Regions from separate parts of the Mus musculus genome. Here all the other regions are linked to region 1. Evidence: chromatin contacts called from public Hi-C and HiChIP or PLAC-seq data. All regions are on one chromosome and are shown on one strand. Each heading gives the region's core, a stretch centred on a gene start, on an enhancer-like site or on the middle of the called end of the contact. The rest is flanking DNA. Distances are from core to core; before and after follow the strand shown. Region 1 holds the start of Rpap1 (RNA polymerase II associated protein 1). Region 2 has its middle 40 kb from the start of Mga. Region 3 overlaps Rtf1 (RTF1, Paf1/RNA polymerase II complex component). Region 4 overlaps Rtf1 (RTF1, Paf1/RNA polymerase II complex component).

Evidence for each region. Hi-C and Micro-C count contacts between places; a contact is called where the count stands out from the background. HiChIP or PLAC-seq counts read pairs in DNA pulled down with a chosen protein or histone mark.
Region 2: a contact with region 1 is called in an H3K27ac HiChIP or PLAC-seq map of embryonic stem cells, with 19 read pairs. The contact joins the enhancer-like site here to the promoter of Rpap1 in region 1. A contact is called at or near these places in 16 of 39 promoter capture datasets (the 3T3-L1 cell line, 3T3-L1-derived adipocytes, the C10 cell line and 12 more), 1 of 15 datasets of contacts at CTCF or cohesin (large pre-B cells), 21 of 484 Hi-C or Micro-C datasets (CD8 T cells, the G1E-ER4 cell line, cerebellar granule neurons and 10 more), 19 of 115 datasets of contacts at active chromatin or transcription factors (SST interneurons, bone marrow-derived macrophages, embryonic stem cells and 8 more) and 4 of 9 other capture datasets (adipose tissue, embryonic stem cells, liver and 1 more).
Region 3: a contact with region 1 is called in an H3K4me3 HiChIP or PLAC-seq map of the 230-238 cell line, with 33 read pairs. The contact joins the enhancer-like site here to the promoter of Rpap1 in region 1. A contact is called at or near these places in 4 of 39 promoter capture datasets (3T3-L1-derived adipocytes, the C10 cell line, hippocampal neurons and 1 more), 3 of 15 datasets of contacts at CTCF or cohesin (CD8 T cells, large pre-B cells and pro-B cells), 11 of 484 Hi-C or Micro-C datasets (B cells, the HPC-7 cell line, Th1 cells and 3 more), 11 of 115 datasets of contacts at active chromatin or transcription factors (the 230-238 cell line, the HPC-7 cell line, the SCID.adh cell line and 4 more) and 4 of 9 other capture datasets (adipose tissue, embryonic stem cells, liver and 1 more).
Region 4: a contact with region 1 is called in a Hi-C map of Sertoli cells, with 2.9 times the contacts expected there. The contact joins the enhancer-like site here to the promoter of Rpap1 in region 1. A contact is called at or near these places in 1 of 39 promoter capture datasets (hippocampal neurons), 6 of 484 Hi-C or Micro-C datasets (B cells, Sertoli cells, Th1 cells and 2 more), 5 of 115 datasets of contacts at active chromatin or transcription factors (the 230-238 cell line and embryonic stem cells) and 4 of 9 other capture datasets (adipose tissue, embryonic stem cells, liver and 1 more).

Annotation. Positions count from the first base shown.
Region 1 is chr2:119,785,671-119,789,164 of GRCm38.p6, forward strand. Rpap1 (RNA polymerase II associated protein 1) reads right to left here and starts at 1,867. Exons shown (of 25, transcript NM_001163701.1): 1 at 1,745-1,867.
Region 2 is chr2:119,855,624-119,858,776 of GRCm38.p6, forward strand. No RefSeq gene overlaps it. Among named protein-coding and RNA genes, the nearest start is that of Mga, 40 kb to the right of the region's middle. Within about 2 kb of position 1,693, at least 6 of the 459 cell types and tissues checked have an H3K27ac peak or open chromatin away from gene starts, as enhancers often do. A contact at or near this core is called in embryonic stem cells, where this site is marked.
Region 3 is chr2:119,696,441-119,699,957 of GRCm38.p6, forward strand. The region is part of intron 2 of Rtf1 (RTF1, Paf1/RNA polymerase II complex component); the gene reads left to right. Among named protein-coding and RNA genes, the nearest start is that of Rtf1, 23 kb to the left of the region's middle. Within about 2 kb of position 2,196, at least 35 of the 459 cell types and tissues checked have an H3K27ac peak or open chromatin away from gene starts, as enhancers often do. A contact at or near this core is called in the 230-238 cell line, 3T3-L1-derived adipocytes, B cells and 4 more, where this site is marked.
Region 4 is chr2:119,715,666-119,718,872 of GRCm38.p6, forward strand. All of the region lies in intron 6 of Rtf1 (RTF1, Paf1/RNA polymerase II complex component), which reads left to right. Among named protein-coding and RNA genes, the nearest start is that of Gm25857, 24 kb to the right of the region's middle. Within about 2 kb of position 1,301, at least 5 of the 459 cell types and tissues checked have an H3K27ac peak or open chromatin away from gene starts, as enhancers often do. A contact at or near this core is called in Sertoli cells, where this site is marked.

The DNA.
Region 1 (3,494 bases), core at 617-3,116:
GAGTAGTCAAGTGTAGATCAGTGGCAGAGTGCTTGCCTAGCATGCATAAGACCTTGGTTTCTGTTGGGACCTAGGTAAAATATTAAGGCCCAGGTAACTGTTACCTGGATAGCTTGGCATTATAAGGAAACCTTCTCATATGTTTCTGCTGTTGCCAGAAACTTTCTAATGTCAAGATTGATGATATATTCTGTTATGTTCTGTGCCCTTTGAAACCAATCAAGACAGAAGTCAGAAGAACTCCTCGCTTGGACCCAAACCAACCACCCAACAGCACTTTCTACACCTTTGTATGAGCTTTTATGGTGTAAGTTGCCTTGGGGATGATCCCCAACATAAAAGAGACACTTGTGGGCTGGTGAGATGGCTCAGTGGGTAAGAGCACCCGACTGCTCTTCCGAAGGTCCGAAGTTCAAATCCCAGCAACCACATGGTGGCTCACAACCATCCGTAACGAGATCTGACGCCCTCTTCTGGAGTGTCTGAAGACAGCTACAGTGTACTTACATATAATAAATAAATAAATAAATAAATCTTTAAAAAAAAAAAAAGAGACACTTGTACCAGTATAAGAAACTATTTGGAATAATACTTCCATCTTGAGTAGTGGTCAAGTCAAGTTTACTTGGCACAAAGAGACATGTACTTGCGTAATTGACCTCCTAATTGGCAAGTTAAGACACATGAATGTTAGACAAGTCCCATCCCAGTAGACAAGTTAAGACCTGAATATTAGATAAGGCAAGTCCCCTGCCACAGTTGAATACCCCAACCAATAGGAACACAGTGAGTGGTGTACAACAAAGACATGTTCCCAAGGAAATCCTCCATCCCTAAATCCTGAATAACTTGGCACAGATGTTTGTGGATTTGGGGCCTAAAAATCCTGTAGGATCTTAATTCAAGGGGTATGGTCCAGTTCCCAAATCTGGACCATGGAATTTGGTCAAGTCATGGAATATATGCTCACTAAACTATCCCTGTCTGAGATTGGTGTTTGTGAGACGATTCCCGAACCCCAGTAGTTTCACTGCCCAGTAAATACACACACAAACACGGGGCTGTGACGGGTTGTTTAACAGCAACATTAGAAACCTAAGTCAGAAATAAAATACTAGCTCCACTACTTACTAGTGTAAAATTAGGCAAATTATTTAAGCTATTCCAAATTAAGTTTCAAGCCTGTAAAATGCACAAGGCTGAGACAGACTAATCCCAGCATTTGGGAAGTGGAGGCAGGAAGATAAGGCGTTTCAATTCAACCTGGGATACAGGAAACCTTTCAAAACAACAGCAAGTTATTACTGCATGCAGCGTGCCTTCCACAGTATCTGTTATATAAATAAACTTCAGTGAATGAAAACAGCAAGTCCCATGCTACATAAAGAAGCAAATGTACTCCCCCACAAACTCCAGGGGGGGGATTTGTCTAAAATCAATTAGTGCTAAAAGTTACGCCTTGAATTATAATAAGGATAATTCCGACAGATAACCTCTAAAGCGAAGGAAAACTAACAATGGATTTACTGGGTTTTGGAATAGCCTCTTACATCGCAGCCTATCGGCGACACGACCAATCCAGAGATTGCACCTCAGGCTCTAGTTAAGCATCCTGGATCGCCCGCGTCTGCAACCAAGAGACAGCTCGTGAGGCTCGAAATGAAGAGCTGTACCCGAGGTTTAGGTAACACAAGCTACTTCTGTGCAAAGACTCCCAAGCAGGTATGATAAAGTAACCAGACACCTTGCTTCTGGGTTCTCCACCTGAGTAACTTGATCGGGGTCTCTGCAAACAGCAACCTACTCCAACCAAACCCGCCTGGGCGCCGCCATCTTGGCCGTGCGGACTGGCACTTCCGCCGCCTCTAGAGTTCGGCTTCCGCCGAGCAGCCCCGCCTGCCGCGCTGTGGCTCGCCCGGGAGCTCGAGGGCTCCCAGCTCAGCGTTGTGTCTCTGAACCTCAAGCGGCGAAGCCTGCGGCGACTAATCTTTCTTTACACAGACGCTGGGAACACACGCGTTTGATGTAATGCAGACCCAGGTCTTTCCACAGCACGGCAGATGTAAAAACTTGCACAAACGTCCTTCTGCACTCAACACCGTGCTTAACTGCGTCCTGTATTCCCGCTCCACTCCCCGCACTCAGCATACAAAAGTCTGCACACAAACCAATGCGATCTCCCCAGTGTGCTTTTAGACGAGCGAGAAGGTAACTGTGAGAGGGAGATCCAAAGAAAGCAACTCTCCCAGAGAGCACTGTAAGAATTGGGTGTTAGTGAGAAGACTAAAGAAACTGGTTGTCATCAAGGTTACCCGCTTCCTAAGCATCTTCCCTTCGTTTATGTCAGTCTCTCCTCTTGGGAATTCAACCCCCTTCCCTGCCGTCCCTTCCCACAAAGTTTATCCCCTTTAAGGTCTAGCCAGAATCAACTTTGATAAAACAACAACAACAAAACAAAACAAAACTTTACCAATCAGTTCTGCCCCCTGAACTTCTAAACTTGGATGGTCTGAAACCCAAGCACTTGCACTAACCACTTGTATGGAGCAGACTGCTGCAATTAGTAGTTACCTTTTCACAAGAGAAGTTCTTTCAGCCTTGTGATATGAAAGGCTTGAGTAATTCTGGCACTTGGGAGACTGATATTGGAGGATGACAGACTCAATGTCTACTTAGGTTACACAGTGAGACCCTGGTTTTTTTTTGTTTCATTTTGTTTGTTTTTACATTTTTCCAGTCAGGGTTTCTTTGTGCAGTCCTGGCTATCCTGGAACTCACTCTGTAGACCAGGCTGGCCTCAAATTCAGTCTCTTGAATTAAAGGTGTGTGCCATCACCTATGGGCAAAAACCTTTTTTTTTTTTAATTTTTATATTTATTTCCTTTTAAATATACACATTTACTTGGGAGGCAGAGGCAGGCAGATTTCTGAGTTCGAGGCCAGCATGGTCTACAAAGTGAGTTCCAGGACAGCCAGGGCTATACAGAGAAACCCTGTCTTTATAAACAAACAAACAAACAAACACATTTGCCTGCATGAATATTTGTGCATTATGTGTATGCCCTGAGAAGCAACAAGAGGGAGTTAGATCTCCAGGAACTGGAGTTACAGATGGTTGTGGTCCACCATGTGGGTGCTGGGAATTGAACTCTGAAAGAACAACAGGTGCTCATTTTTAAAAATGTTTTTTTATTTCTATTTATTAAATCTGTGTTTTGGGGGGCTGGAGAGATGGCTCAGCGGTTAAGAGCACTTACTGCTCTTCCGAAGGTTCTGAGTTCAAATCCCAGCAACCACATGGTGGCTTGCAACCATCCTTAATGACATCTGACTCCCTCCCCTGGTGTGTCTGAAGACAGCGACAATGTACTTACATATAAAATAAATAATAAATAAAATCTAAAAAAAAGAGTTTTTTAAAAAAATGTGTGTTTTGCTTGCATGTATGTATTTGTGCCACATGCATGTCTGGAGCCCAAGGAATTAAAATGAGG
Region 2 (3,153 bases), core at 443-2,942, 70 kb after region 1:
GGTCACCTACCCCAGAATGCTCTAATGTGCTTTAAAACCGGCCTGCGAGCACACTCGATTGTCTCTCTATACTGGTAATGGGATACCCCCAGCATGATGGACTTTTGCAGAATAAAACACTGCATTTACATACTATTAGAGTCTGGGGTGTCATTCTTTAGCGATTCACAGGCCCTTACAGTTTTTATTATGTAGCTCCACCTTTCAATCTGTCTGCATCAGCCTTTTAAGTATCACAGGTTTTGCCACCCTGCTTAGCAATTTCTATTGTATTCTTTTGGTCAAAACCATCACAAACTTAGTAAAACTTCAACAAGTTAGAAAGATAAAGCTGTAGTTAGATGATCAAGTACGATGTGCGTGTGTTGGAGGTGAGAGGTTGAGGAAATGGAGATATGCATACCTACAGAGGATAGAGGTTAATATTGGGTGTCATTTTCTTTCCTTTTTTTTTCTTTCAGACTAGATCTGAAGTAGCCCCAGCTGGACTGGAACTCACTATATAGGCTAGGTTGGCCTTATACTCTCAGAGATTCACCTGTCTTTTCAACCCCACCCACTAAGTGTTGGGACCAAAGTTGTGCATTTCCGTGCCTGGCCCTCCATCTTAATTTTTGAGAGCAGCTCTCTCACTGTGCCTAGAGCTTGCTAGACTAGCTGGTTAGCCAGCCCCTGGTATGTTTTGCACTGGGTTCATGGGAACATGTCTGACTTTCATATCAGTGCTGAGAGTCAGAATTCAGGTCCTTATGGATCAGGTAAGCATAGGAGATAGTGTAGTCTGGTACCCTATCTGGTTTTGGCTATATATAACTCCCCATTTTGTAGTAATGCACTTGACAGGCTGGTTCCCTGACCTTAATATGCATACATGTTTCTCAGCCAATAATCCACCTAGCAACCTTAGAAACCACTGGAACCCCCATCTTCCCTGGGCTACACATAGTGCAATATCTGAACAATAGTATAAATTCCTCTGCCCCTAGTAACAATCAAATTTAAATAGTTCTAGCAAAGTGCATTTCCATGTGGTATGAAGACTAGATGGGCTGATTCAGCCTGAACAGGTTTGGCGTTCATGCCCTAAGGGAAAACTGTGTTTTTATTTTATTTTATTTTATTTTATTTTATTTTATTTTATTTTATTTAAAGATTTATTATATGTAAGTACACTGTTGCTGTCTTCAGACACTCCAGAAGAGGGTGTCAGATCTCATCACAGATGGTGGTTGTGAGCCACCATGTGGTTGCTGGGAATTGAACTCAGGACCTTAGGAAGAGCAGTCAGTGCTCTTAACCACTGAGCCATCTCTCCAGCCCCTTATTTTATTTTTTAAGGCAGGGTCTCTCTCTCTCTCTCTCTCTCTCTCTCTCTCTCTCTCTCTCTCTCTCTCTCTCTCTCTCTCTCTCTCTCTCTCTCTCCCTCCCTCCCTCCCTCCCTCCCTCCCTCCCTCCCTCCCTCCCTCTCTCTCTCTCTCTCTCTCTCTCTCTCTCTCTCTCTCTCTCTCTCTGGCTCTCTGGCTGTCCTGAAACTCACTATGTAGACCAGGTTGGCCTTGGACTCAGGAATCTACCCACTGCTACTTTTCAAATTCTGGGATTAAAGGCATGTACCACTACATGTAGTGACTGTGTGGAGTTGGTATGTGCACATGAGTATGGATGTTCTCTGAGGCCAGAAGTGTCTGATTCCTGTTGGACTGGGATTAAAGACAGTGTGAGTTGTCCAACATTGATGCTGTGAACTGAACTTGAGTCTTGGAGAGGGCAGTCAGCACAAATAACTTTTGAATTGTCTCTTTAGCCCCTTAGCCCTTAAAAATAAAAAAAAAATATGTTTTATAAGCTGGGTAGTGATAGTGTACACCAGCATTTGGGAGACAGAGGCAGGTGGATCTCTCCTGGGAGATGGTTTTGTGCACTGTGTATTCAGATGCTGATTACTGCGTCCCGAGACCTTGTTGCATCTGGACACTGGCATTGTCATGTATCTTCTTTCTCAATGTTGTGTAAAAGTTGTTTTCCATCACTTCTGATTGGTTAATAGCTGTTCAGCAAATTCCTGTGCAGGAAAGAATATGATGGGACTTCCAATTCCTGTGAAAGGGTCCTGTAGAGACCAGAGAGTTTGCCAGAAGGAGTCACAGAGGACTAATTAGGTTAGATTAGAGTTAGAATAGATAAGAACCCTGCCCGATATAGTGCAAGATGCTCATTTATAAAAATACCAGATCTCCATGTTATTATTTCAGAACAGGGTGGGCATAGAAAAAGCCCTGTATATTTACTTACATTTAGTGCCTAAAGTGGGGCACAGAATCCAAGCTTAAACAAAAGGTTCAGGTATTAAAGAAGTCCTAGGTGGAAGGTGGTTTCCTAGTCGCTTGGGACCAGGAAGTTTCGAGAAGCCAAGTATTCTCCGAAGACAGGAGACCTGCAGCATCTCCACACCTTGATCTCACTTTGGGGAGGCAGATAGGCATGGGCTCTTGGCTGGCCATAGAGTTTGTACTGCACAGACCTGACTCCTATGCCCCCTGGCACCTGAAGATCCCACCAGACAGCATGCTTTGGAAGATGTACAAGCTGTAATTGAGCCATTTGAACTCAAAATGTGGGCAGCAAAGGCCCTAGCCCCTGCCCTTCATTGGCTGTTGGAGCAGTGTTTTGTAGTACATAATGGGTTTCCACCTTTGTAGCAATCCTTGGCTTTAGTGAACTTGATGTTCCACCTTCACAGCCAGGTCTCCCTTTGGAATGAATTTGTGGTGAGGTCAGCACTACTGCCTGGGGGCAGGGAATGGACGCAGAGGATCTGGACTCAAGGGGCATTGAGTTGGTTGCCCAGGCTGCCCTCCCTCAAATTTCCATTCAGTGCCTTGTGAGAAGACTCTGACCTGATTGGGCAAACTGTCCTTACAGGCTCCAGCAGGGAAGGGCCCCTAGCCTGAGTGGGATACCCTCTAGGGGAGGAGGCCTGCGTCCCTATCAGAGCTTGTCAGAAGCTGCAGCTAGCAGATGGTGTGTGCACCTTGGTACAGTCGTCTAAGTGACAGGGTTTGAAGCTAGTAGGGTGCCAGAAGGAATCTAAGACTAAGAAAATAGATGTATTCTCCATGTATGGCCACTTGAAGGAATGCTAAATCCAAGGAC
Region 3 (3,517 bases), core at 946-3,445, 89 kb before region 1:
TTTTAGTCTCATGTTACCCAGAGTAAGCAGTCAAGTCACTGTGTCACTGGTATTTTACACATAAAAAGCAGGCACAGGTTAAACGCTTGACTCTTTTCCAGTTCTTTTGACCCAGTTCCAGCACTGTTTGTTACTAGCCTAGCTGTTATTCTTGAAATGTTTTTCCTTTCATATATAAATTTAATTTAGAACCAGCATGGAGACCCACAGTCCCTATGCTGAGAGTTAAGGCAGGAGCTCGTTCCTGGCTGTGCAGTGAATCTGAGGCCAGGCTGGGCTGTATGAGACCCTGGCTCAAGGGGGTTGAGGGGTTAGCTCAAATACTTTTTTCTCTGTATCCCAAGACCTAGGTGTGTAGGTGTTTTTGCCTCTTAGAGATGCTGTCTGAAATCTTGAAGTTTCTTTGCTCTCTTGCCTCTAGAATATTCATAGTACTCAGTATGTCAAGGCTACCCATGTCTGAACCAACCACTTCTATCTTACGTTTCATCCCATCTCTTTTCTGAGTGTTTGGAAGGAAACTGGCCCCAGGCTGTTTGTAACATCCACATACCCTCTGATTTGTTATTTAACTGCTGCTGCCCATTAAGCTGTTACCTCGATCAAGAGTCAGGCTGTAGTCTGTTTTATTGAATAAGAAACATCTTTCCTCTAGCCTTTATCTTTTGCTTTCTTTGCTGCATATTTATATAATCACTTGCCTGGTGTTGTGTGTGGCTTACATACCAGCAGGATGCCAGCATGTATAGCACCTGACTGACAACCCAATCCTCCTTTTCCTTTGGTGGTTTGTGGGTAGCCGTTACTAGGTGGACTCAGAGTTGAGATGTGGACCAGGCCTTTGCACTGACATAAGCTTGCATTTACTCTTCAGTTTCTCTGATCCTTGCAACCTTCAGGATAAAAAGTAAACAAAACACCAAAGTTCAGAAACCATGGCTTCTTAGATACCTCTCATGTGGCTGTTAGTATCTAGAATAAGAAATACAGAGCCCTCCTGTCAAACACCCAGTTCATATAAAAATCCCATAATGCTAAGGATCTTAGAGATCACCTGGACTCCTGTATTCCTCAGATAAGAAAATAGAGGCTTGCACCTTTCACAGGTAGCAACAGAGCTACCCCTTCACTACTGCCTCAGTCCCCGAACAAATCATGAAATTTAGCTCATTCCTTTACTTCGTCCTTCCTGGAGGAAAAATCAGAACATCAATTCTGACCTGTTTTTCCTCACTCCCCTTACTGTTTCACTCTGACAATGAAAGACTTCATTTGTCCTGTGTTGAGAGTCACAGGACAAGGGAATAAAGGTTTTGAAGGAACAGGTGAGCAGTCTCTAGCTTAAAGATGAATAAGATAATTCTGTATTGTTTCTCTTGCCTGTCTTCCCTTATACTTTAATAGAATCTGTATTGTGGGAGAGTAGGTATTGCACAATATTTGATATATGTGCTTAGACCAAAAACATAGGAATATCTGACTTATAGATTTTATTGTAAAATACTACAAATATGATCTACTCTCCAGAGGCCAAAAAAAAAAAATCTTGGGATGATTATTGGAACTCTTTGAGTCTCCCTGAAATTCTCAGATTTTAAGTATTTACCCATGGGTAGTAGGAATACAAACAGTTCCCTGTACTTAGGTGCTCAGAACTAAACAGAAGTCTTTGGACTCCACCGAGTGTTTGGTCATCAGGTGGACACCTTCAGCCGGAAATTTGTTTTTTAAAAAGTGTTTTCATTAATTTTTTTGTGGGCAGGCATAAGTCACAGCACACATGTTGGAGGCCAGCACAACTGTCAGAAGTTGGGTCTCTGCTCCCACTATGTAGTCATTAAGCTTGGCAGCAAGTTCCCTTACCCACTGAACATTTCACTGGCTTTAGGTACAGCATTCTAATTCCCCATAGGGTCACTGGTTGCATTAATTGGCTATTTTCCTTTGGAGGCCTGAGTCAGGCTCATGGGGGCTGGTGGGTGTGTGGTGCAGCTTTGTATCTTCTTTTGGAAATTGTTGGAAGAAAATCAACCAATACCCTTTTCACATTTAGGTTTAGCAAAAAGCTCTCTTTTAAATTGGCATTTAAGTTTTTTCTGTTTTTCTTCCATTTTAACCCTTGTCTTTTGTCCCTCCCCATAAAGCAGTGTCTTATGCAACAGTTGCTGGGCTCACACTTAGGCAGAGAAAAAGGAAGTGGAAGGACAAGAAGCCAGTGGCTTCACTAGTGTGACTCTAGGTAGTTTTTGCTCTGGTCCGTGCCCACCTCCCCAGGGAATCCAGAGTTTGGCTCTGTTGCACATTAGAAACCCACACCTGTCGGCAAAACCAGCCCTAGCCACTCTGGCTCACATGGGACCCTGATAGTGCAACCTTTTACTCTAAACCACCTCACATTTCTGTTGAGGAGTCCACAGTATTCAAACACTGTTTGGGAAAAGTGGATTGAGGCCATTTTCCTAACACAATAGATACAGAGTACTATGTGCATTTTTGTGCTATTTCTTGTAACAAGAATCAATGGAACAATATACATTACTGGTTCTAATATTGTCTGCATAAAAAATTGATGTAGTTTTAGCTCATTTAGCAAAAACTGAACATTGTGGACTGTTTTGAATTATTTTACACTGACTTGAAAATCATATTCCTTAAGGATTTAAAATTAGAAATGCCTAAAACTTCAGGTTTAAGAGAAAATTACAACTTCGTTCTAGATGATGATCTAGGTGTTGGAATGCAAATTTATGTATAACAGGCACTATTCACTCTCATAGTATTTCATAACATGCAGGTGTTTTCTTTTCATTCCTCATTAAATGGAAAAGTAAGTGGCAGTTAAAGGGACTGTGTCCCAGGTGTAAGTCAGCACTCGGGAGCAGTGACAGATTGAGTTCTACCTGGGCTCTGTAGGAAGACTTGGTCTTCAAAAACAGAGCAAGTCATCTTCAACAGTGTCTTTATCAAGATGAAGTAAGAGTGTGGGTCTTAGGGATAGCCTCTGTGGGAAACTAATAGGATGGCTACTTCTCCAGAATTACCAAAACAACAGAAACTACCCATCATAAATGTACTGCACTGGGTTTACCGTCATCCTATTAGAGTAGGAGCAAAGATGCTGTATTTTTGCTAAATAGTAGATATAGACATTTTAGGGTTTTTTGTTTGTTTGGTTGGGTGGCTTTTGGTTTTTCGAGACAGGGTTTCTCTGTATAGCCCTGGCTGTCCTGGAACTCACTTTGTAGACTAGGCTGGCCTTAAACTCAGAAATCCACCTGCCTCTGCCTCCCAAGTGCTGGCAGCCACCACTGCCCGGCTGAAATTTTAGTTTACAGATTTGAATCTTCTGTGCTGATGAAAGGGTCATCATAATTTAGTAGACATTCCTTGTAGAATGGAAATTAAAAAGTAGACTACAATTCATCATTTTGTTTTTCAGCTAAAGTCATTCTAAAACAGCAGGTTAAAATATCAGAAGACTTTTTGGATAGAATTGCAAGCATGTGCTACCTATTGT
Region 4 (3,207 bases), core at 51-2,550, 71 kb before region 1:
CCTCCCCTCCCCTCCCCTCCCCTCCCTCCCTCCCTCCTTCTTTCCTTCCTTCCTTCCTTCCTTCCTTCCAGGCAGGGTTTCTCTTTGTAGTCCTAACTGTCCTGAAACTCATTATGTATACCAAGCTGGCATAGAACTCACAGAAATCTGCCCACCTCTTTATCCCAGATGCTGAGATTAAAGACATACGCCACCACACCAGCTGATGTCTTTTTTTTTTGAGACAGGGTTTCTCTGTGTAGTCTTGGCTGTCCTGGAACTCACTCTGTAGACCAGGCGTGCCTTGAACTCAGAAATCCACCTGCCTCTGCCTCCCAAGTGCTGGGATTAAAGGCATGTACCACCACTTCCTGGCTTCAACACCCATTGTTGAAAACTCACTTGCCTATTGATGGGAATATTACCCTTTTTAAATAAAAAATTGTAAGAAGAAAGGAGAGCTGACTCAGCACTTAAGAGCACCTGCTATTGTTCTAGAGGACCTGTGTTTGATTCCCAGTATCCACATAGTGGCTCTCAACCACAAGTAACTCCAGGTCTAGGATCCAGTACCTTCTTCTGGCCTCTGAGGGTTAGTGCACGCATGTGATACATGTACATACTCTGGGATTACAGGTCTGCATCATATCACACTCAAATCCTTTTTTTTTTTAAGTTACTAATTACAGTTTGTTTCTATACATATCTGTGCACCTGGTCCATCAGATCCCTTGGAACTATAGTTATAGATGGGTGTGACCCACTGTGTGGGTACTGGTAACCGAACCTGGATCCTCTGCAAGAGTAACCAGTTCTCTTAACCACTGGGCCATTTCTCCAGTCCCCAAATTCAGTTTCTTACAAGTTTAACAACAATTAACACAAGTTTCCATGATCCCTAGTATGATAATTTCTCCCACTGGCAAACTAGCAACTGATTCTATACCATACCCCAACTAAGTGTCTCATAATTCAATTCAACCACTGAGCCAATACTAAGCACAAATTGAGGGCTCAGTCCTCCCATGAATATCCAGGGTCTTTTTTTTCTGTGCTTCTGAGCTATGGGCCTGAAGCGCCTTTGAATTCAGTTAATTTGCTACAGTGTTGCACAGGACTCAGGCATACTTAGGTTTGTTTGTGTTTTTGTTTGAGTCAAGGTCTTACATAGCTTAGTCTGGCCTGGAATTCTGTGAAGTTGTAGTTGACTTTGAATTTGAGATTCTTGTGTCTCTACTTCCTCAATGCTGGGATTACAGGTATGTACCATCACCCCTGGTTAGATTTTCAAGTTTATTTTTATAGCTATTACAAAGGATACAACTGAAATGACTCATAGGGTGGGACATTTTCGAGAAAACCCTACCCCTCTGGACAGGCCACCCTCTAGGAACTTCCTCTGGTTCAGGGGCTCAGATTTCCATATCCTATCCTATGAAGGCTTTTGGTGGTGGTGGTGGTGGTTGGTTGTTTTTGTTTTTTGTTTTTGAGGCTTCATTACAAAGGAAAGATTGAGCAAATCAATTAGCCATTGGTAATCTGCTTAACCTTCAGCCTCTTTCTCCTTGAAGATCTGAGTCTCAGCTCTCTAATACTGCCTTGGTCTTTCCAGGGACCAGCCCCTGTCCTGAAGCTACCTATGGGCTTGCAGCCACCAGTCAACTCATTAGCATACTAAAAGACACTATCACTTTGAAGACTCCATGGATTTTAGGAGTTGTATGCCAGGAAAGGGAATGAAGATGTATTTCATAATGTCACACAAGGTATATTAAGGGGAAGTTCAGCTTCCATATCCTTCTACTCGATGCCTTGCTCCCTTCCCTTAGTGGGCATCATTTAAATGTTTCATATACATACTAAAGGGATGGGGTGTCACTCTGTTGGTAGGATGCTTTGCTAGCAATGCACAAAGCCCTGGGTTCCATCCCAGACATGAAGGCACCCCTCTAATCCTAGAATTTGTCTGGGGTAGTTGAAGCAATAGAATTAGAAGTTGGAGGTTATCCTTGATCAAATATCGAGTTCAAAGCCAGTCTAAAATATATCAGACCCTGTTTCTCTATATATTTTCTTTCTTTCTTTCTTTCTTTCTTTCTTTCTTTCTTTCTTTCTTTCTTTCTTTCTTTCTTTCTTTCTTTCTTTCCTTTTGTAAGCATAAGAACAAACTCACATGCTATTTCCCATCAACCATCAGTGGGCAATATACTATACATGCATGCATGCATACATGCCTTCTTTTCTTCCTTTTTGTGGCTGTGTACGTTTTGTATTCTGGAGGTTATTCCTGGTTTGAGGTTTAGGGTTTCTGGAGGTTTCTTTTTTGTGTGCTCTTTTGTTGTTGTTGTTGATGATGATGATGATGATGATGATGATGATGATGATGATGTTGCTTGGGTTAAGTATTAGAGGAAGAACCAACCCTCTTACAAGTATGTATATGAGAACTTTTTAAATTTTATTTTTATTTTATTTATTTTGCGTTTATATATTTACAGCACATATATGCAGTATATGTGGGATGCAGAAGACATCTTTTGAGATTTGATTCTCTCTACCATGTGGATTCTGAGGATCAAACTCAGGTTGTCAAGGCTTGGTGGCAAGCGCCTTTTGAGCTACCTCCTCAGCATGACTTTTTTCATTTTGAGACAAGATCTTATTAAATTGCCTACACTGGCCTTGAAACTCAGCTTCCTCCTGGCTCAGCTTTCTAAGTAGCTGGGGTTCTAGACAGATACCACTACACCAAGGTCTACTGCTATTCTTTCTTTATAGCTACTAGAAAACAACCATCTTTTGTGACTTAAATTTCACTGCCAGCTAGGGAGAATAACAGCATCACAAAGGCTGTCTCAACACTGAGAGGAAGAACTCCATTCGAGTAAAACGTCACTGTTTGTGCTTGCAGACTGAGGGTACCACCTTCATGCTGCAGCAGCTATGTAGTTGCAACAGTGCGCTGAACCAGAAGCCTGCAGTGGTTACTAACTGGCCCTTAAAACTCACCTTGTCACTCAAAAATGATAGTGCCTTTCTTCCTTTTGAAAAAGATGTATTTTTAGTTATATGTATGTGCATGTGTCTTTGTGTGGGTCTGTGAGTATATGAGGATACCAGAAGAAGGCACCAGATCCTCTGGACCTAGAGTTAGAGGTGGTTGTGAGCCACCTCGTGTTGGTACTGGAACTGAATTAGGTCCTCTGCTAGAGCAGTAGGAACTGCAAA